2 separate regions of the Mus musculus genome follow, and region 1 is linked to region 2. Evidence: chromatin contacts called from public HiChIP or PLAC-seq data. All regions are on one chromosome and are shown on one strand. The core of a region is the stretch at or near the end of the contact, and the rest is flanking DNA. Distances in the headings are between cores, read along the strand shown. Region 1 has its middle 370 kb from the start of Gm32651. Region 2 has its middle 33 kb from the start of Tfap2b.

The links. HiChIP or PLAC-seq counts read pairs in DNA pulled down with a chosen protein or histone mark.
Region 1: an H3K4me3 HiChIP or PLAC-seq map of neural tube shows a contact between it and region 2, with 10 times the contacts expected there. The contact joins two enhancer-like sites. A contact is called at or near these places in 6 of 115 datasets of contacts at active chromatin or transcription factors (craniofacial prominence, embryonic basal ganglia, embryonic hindbrain and 3 more).

What each region holds. Positions count from the first base shown.
Region 1 is chr1:19,972,864-19,975,563 of GRCm38.p6, reverse strand. No RefSeq gene overlaps it. Among named protein-coding and RNA genes, the nearest start is that of Gm32651, 370 kb to the right of the region's middle. Within about 2 kb of position 1,398, at least 27 of the 459 cell types and tissues checked have an H3K27ac peak or open chromatin away from gene starts, as enhancers often do. A contact at or near this core is called in neural tube, where this site is marked.
Region 2 is chr1:19,240,277-19,242,976 of GRCm38.p6, reverse strand. No RefSeq gene overlaps it. Among named protein-coding and RNA genes, the nearest start is that of Tfap2b, 33 kb to the right of the region's middle. Within about 2 kb of position 1,401, at least 32 of the 459 cell types and tissues checked have an H3K27ac peak or open chromatin away from gene starts, as enhancers often do. A contact at or near this core is called in neural tube, where this site is marked.

The DNA of each region.
Region 1 (2,700 bases), core at 149-2,648, 730 kb before region 2:
TGAATTTAGGAATCTGCCTGCCTGTGTAAGCACAAACAATAAACTTAGCTGGGTGGGATATGCAATCACCACTCCCTAAATCTCTTTATCTCTTTCATTAATATCTTTCTGACAAGCTGGCTCACAGTGCCTCTGTTCCTTTAGGTCTGTGAAGCACCTTATAAAATTCATATTGCATTGTTAGATTTTTGCATAGTTGAAAAATTATATATTTTTGAACTCATGTTTTGAGTGTTCTTTCCCACAGCATGAAGAATTGTCCTGTAGGTCACAGCATTCTCCCATTTTGCTGAGACACCCTTGCCTCCCAGACTCCTGCTGTCCCTGATTATCATGGAGTCATTAACCTTCGCAAAGAAGACATTCCTTGAAGGGGGAATGTGAAAATATATGCATTATTATAGAAACAAGCCTTATGCTCACAGAAACCATGGACACTCATGGAAGTCCACCCCCTGTGGGCTCTGTCTCAGGGGCAGGAACCATGTTATTCTGTCTCTTTCATGGCCATGCAGGACACTGCAAGTTTCCACAGGAATCAGTTCTAATAAATCCCACCAGTTTCTGAGCTCTTTATGTCTGTCTGTATATCTGTCTGTCTGTGTCTGTCTATCTGTCTCTCTCAGTGTGTATGTGTATTTGTGTATGTTCATGTGTACATGGCAGAGGCAAGTGCTCTTGATTAATCACATTCTTTTTATCTAGGTTGACAGCTAGTGAGTTCCAGCAATCTTACCCCACAAAATGTTGGGGTTCACAGAAGGGAGCAGCCAGGCTTGTTACATGTGTTCATGGTCCCACAGCAAACACTCTTACCAACTGAGCCCATTTTTCTCTAAGTTTGAGCCCATCCTGGGAATTACATTGTCAACAAAGATTCACGAGAAACAGCAATGTTCTAGTAACAGGTTTCAGTTGCTATGGGGATTTGGGGGAAGTTTTAGTTTTCAAAATCAGCGCTGGAAGTCTAAGACCCATTTATGATCATTTACATTCAATTTACTTTCTTGCTGCCTTTCATCGGATTTGACTAAAATAAGTTGTTTTAAAGGCAACTTATTGTGACTGTCATATGATAGAACATTACAATAACTTTTAGAAAGAGGATAATGCTTTTTGCCAGTCTTTTATCATGTCTTGGTGACTTCAAGCTAGTGTTTACAACATTTTTCTTTCTAAGGAGAATATTACCTTTCAGTTTAGAAATAAATAGTAAGCCCTGGAAGTTTTAGTTCTATGAAGATAAATAAGAACGATGCCTGCCATGAAAAGCCAGAGTAGTTACTGCTTCAAAAGAACAGTTATCTGAGCCATTGCCATAAAACAAGCCTAGAAGAATTTCAAAGGACAGTTGATTTATGGAACTCTGTGGCATAGTTTGAATTCCACAGCCTCCTAGCATACTTTTGCATTGAAGTCACTTCTCCTTCCCTTGTCTGGATGGCCATGCAGGATCCCAATCCTTGTCTTGAACTCATGAAATACTTCCACTGCAAGCCCACAGGCCCTGCTCCTACCACAGCCCCTTCGTGACTTCATAGAAAAATCCAGGATGCCAGGATACCCATGGTGGAAGCACTGAGAACAGGTTTCAAACCACAGCACTAGAATTCTAATTGAAGAAATGTTCCCTTCAATTTCCTAGGTATTTTTGCAGAAGTCCCAAACAAACGTATGTTAATGTTCACTCCTTTAAAACTTCCAGGTAATAGTCTCTTTCTATGGAGCATAGTGGGGTTGTACTCATTTGTATTTACTTCGTTTGCATTCACCCTCTGTCTTTATTTTCTTCCCTTAATCCCTGTTCCTATGCGCTTTCCCTCTGTGCCTCAGCTATATATTGTCTCTGAAAATCAATAAATCCTTCACACACAATAATGCCCACCCACTCCACCTCACTGGGGTGCTGTGATGTGTAATTAATTAATGTGTGTAAAGTGCAGAGGGAGCATGCAATGCAAGGCACCCTATAAATGAGAAGAATCATTATTAATAAGTGTTATTACCCAAATGCCTCTAGATGTCAGCAAAACATCTTTGAAAAAATATAATTGGGCAGCCCATCTGAAAAAGCCTCAGACTGTGCGGTCTATTACCATGTATGGAGGCTGAGAAAAATACCATCAGCAGTGAGGCTGCCGTAGCCTGTCCCTGCAGAATGTTTAGTTTCAAATTGCGAACTTTGAATAAAAGTGAGCATTGGAACAGAGCTATATTGGATTCTTCCAGAAATGAATGTTCAGCTTTGTGGGACTTTTTCTTTAAAAAACAATCCAGAAGAAAGGTCAGTCTTTTATCTCAGAAGGACATTTGATTTCCTCACTTATAAAGCAGTGGGTGTTGATAGTGAATGGAAAGGATGAGGGGACACACACACACTCTCTCTTTAGGTTTGAAACTGTGAATCCATAACACAGAGATCTAGGTGAGTGTACATGTGCTGAGTCCCACTAGCTTCCTTCCTTGATGGCAGTGTGAAAATAAAAAGTCTGGCAATTTCCTCTCACATTGTTTGATGATATTCCGGACTTATTTTCCAAAGCAAATACTTGGGTTTGTAAGTGATCAGTTTTGATGCTTGTCTCAAGACCAGATGTTTCCTCTTTCTGTTTTCTGCTTATCCACCATTTTCTCTGAATAGAAATATGAGATATAGAGACAGGAGAAGAAAGATGAGCCAGGGAAACATGGCAAGAGACG
Region 2 (2,700 bases), core at 152-2,651:
CTGCAATCTCCAAGGTATGTCTCTCATCTGGCCACCTGGCAAAACTACCTATCATGATACTAATTATACCCAGTTCATCCTAGTCAAAGCCTGATACTTTAGTGTCCAAGTTAACACAGTCACAAAAATGTTTCTTTTGGATTTGTTTGATGGGAACAGCCCAAGGAGGACTGAAATTTGGTTTGTTTTTATGCTTGCCTTTTCCCCCCATTTGCAATGGCTTGGGTCCCCTCACTCCCACACCAGGTCCTCAGATGTTATAATTCCACCTGCAAGGAAAAAGCAATTTACAAGTGTTATTTTTTTCTTTTTTAAGTATGTCCTGTGTATTTCATTTCTTTAGACATTCGATTACAGGTTACATTCTGCCCTCCTAAATAGCCATCAGCCCTTTTGTGCTCTGAGGTGCTAATTGGAGATTGGGATGTCAGATTCCAGGGCTCTGAATCTCCAGCTTAGCAGGACTTGATCACACAAGCCAGTCTCTGTAGTGGACCAGTTTGGGGGAGTTTCCATACTAAAAGTATGATTCTCTCTACAGTCCCAGAAAACATCCTGTCACCAACCCTCTGTAGCCCACTGCTCACATGCTAGTTTGTTTTCACTCAGATCACTTGGGACATTTGTCTGCTCAAGTGGAAAAATTCTAACATCCCACCGTTGCCACCACCACATATTCTACTTATATGCCATGACTATTTCCTCCTCCTTCTTAATCAAACAGCTGCTGAGCACGACTCGACTAATGACATCTGACAACCACATCCTTGAAGTGTTTGCTAATATCCGAAAGCAGGCACGCCTGGGACGTTAATTGGTGGGTCTGGGCAGGTCACGCTTTGGTAAGGCCATCAGCCATTATGTGGCTTTTCTAAAATTTACAGAGTGTTTTTATGCAGAGGCCTCTCTGGGCAGCAGGTGTGACTGTTCCCTCCCACGACCTCCTCACTCCTCTTCCTTGAGTCAGCTCCAGTATGCCCTTCGGAGAAGAAACAGGAACCGATAGGCTCAGAACAAGTAGGTGGTGATCACTTGGGACCAGAGTCAAATGCGTTAAAGTTCTGTGACAAAACTGCTTCCTCAATACCTGCATAAGAAGCTCTGGGAGGGGGAGTGTAGAAAAAGAAAGGAAAGAAGAAAGGAAAGGAAAGGAAAGGAAAGGAAAGGAAAGGAAAGGAAAGGAAAGGAAAGGAAAGGAAAGGAAAGGAAAGGAAAGGAAAGGAAAGGAAAGGAAAGGAAAGGAAAGGAAAAAGGAAAGGAATCCTGTAGGGGTGCTGCCCACGCCGCAGCAATTTGCAACGCTAGAACCTATTGATTCCCAAGTAGCACAGGAGAAAGCCTGGCAGAGGCACCACTCAGCCAACCAGGCTCTAGCTAATGGGGATCCGCCCTAGAACTCTGCGGCGTCTGTGCGCGTGTGAGTGCAAAGACAGGCGGGCGGGCGCGCCTGCGACTCCGAATCAAACAACCAGGAGAGTGCTCACAGATGTGGGCTGAGGGAGTCCAGTGCGCTGGCTCCTGCAGCCGCTTCTGAGGAGGCCTTACTTCTTTGGTACCCAGTCTCTAAATTTTGCAGTTCTGGTTGGGGTAGCACGTAGGCAGCCGGGGGCGGGGAGGGGGGGGGGGGGTGGCGGGAAAGCTGCACCAACCAGTGGCCTTGGGGACAGCCATGGAGAGACCCAAACTAGAAAAGTGGATGGCGAAAGACATTTGACGGATCTCATCTTGAACAAGCCCTTAAGGTTATTTATGAGGCCCGATTTTAAAGTAGTGGCTGCCAGGGATGTTAAAAAGGCGCTCACCCCAAGCTATGAGACGAAATACAGTTGCAAGAATGCTGTTTATGACGATATAAATCAACATGAGGCTTGTGACGGGGAGTATGGAGAGAGGGTTTCGGATAGAAACTAAGAAACAAAGTCAGAGTAAAAATGAATCTCACCCTCTTGATTCTGCCTTATCCTCTTCCTGGTCTGCATCAAACTCCTTGAAGGCTCAGGGAGAAGGGAGAGGAGAGAGCGCACACGCCATCCTGGGTGGGGTCCGCTAGAGTCTTCCCCGAGTTTACAGGAGGACCATTAAAGGGCCAGGAAATACATGTAAATAAACAACTTGCAAGATTTATGGGAAAGACTTCAATTTTATAGGACCGTATTTATAGAGCTCCACTGGCTCCGTTATAAATAGATTAATGGGAAGTTAAAATTAATGGACTTGTGTGCTGCACGTTTAATATTTGAGTCTTCAAAAAGGCAGACAACCATGGTCTGAACCCAAAAGGAAGCCAGGGTGTCTGGAAGCTGTAACGGGCCTTCTTGCAAAGGAGAAGACCCACAGGGCCATCAACAGCCGTATCCCCAGGGATGAACACGGGACCAGTTGTTTTCAAATAAGGAAAAGAAAAAGCATTTTAAATTTCTAAACCGTTAAACTTCTTCCTTAATGAAGATCTTAAGCCAGTGATCAGTTAGGGGAGGGAAGGTAAGTTTTGTGGATGCCGTAGAGAGCTCCAGGCTCAGAGAGAGGGCAAGGATTCCACCTCCAGTACCACTTAAGATTCCCTTGCAGGCAAGGTTAAAGACCTGTGAGCTCTGCTTGAAGTCTTCCCTAATGTCCTCTATGGCCTTGTACTGTAGTGATGGTTGCAGCTTCCAAACATTCCTCCCATCCCCCACCCTCCATTTCTTTCCCCACAGTTAT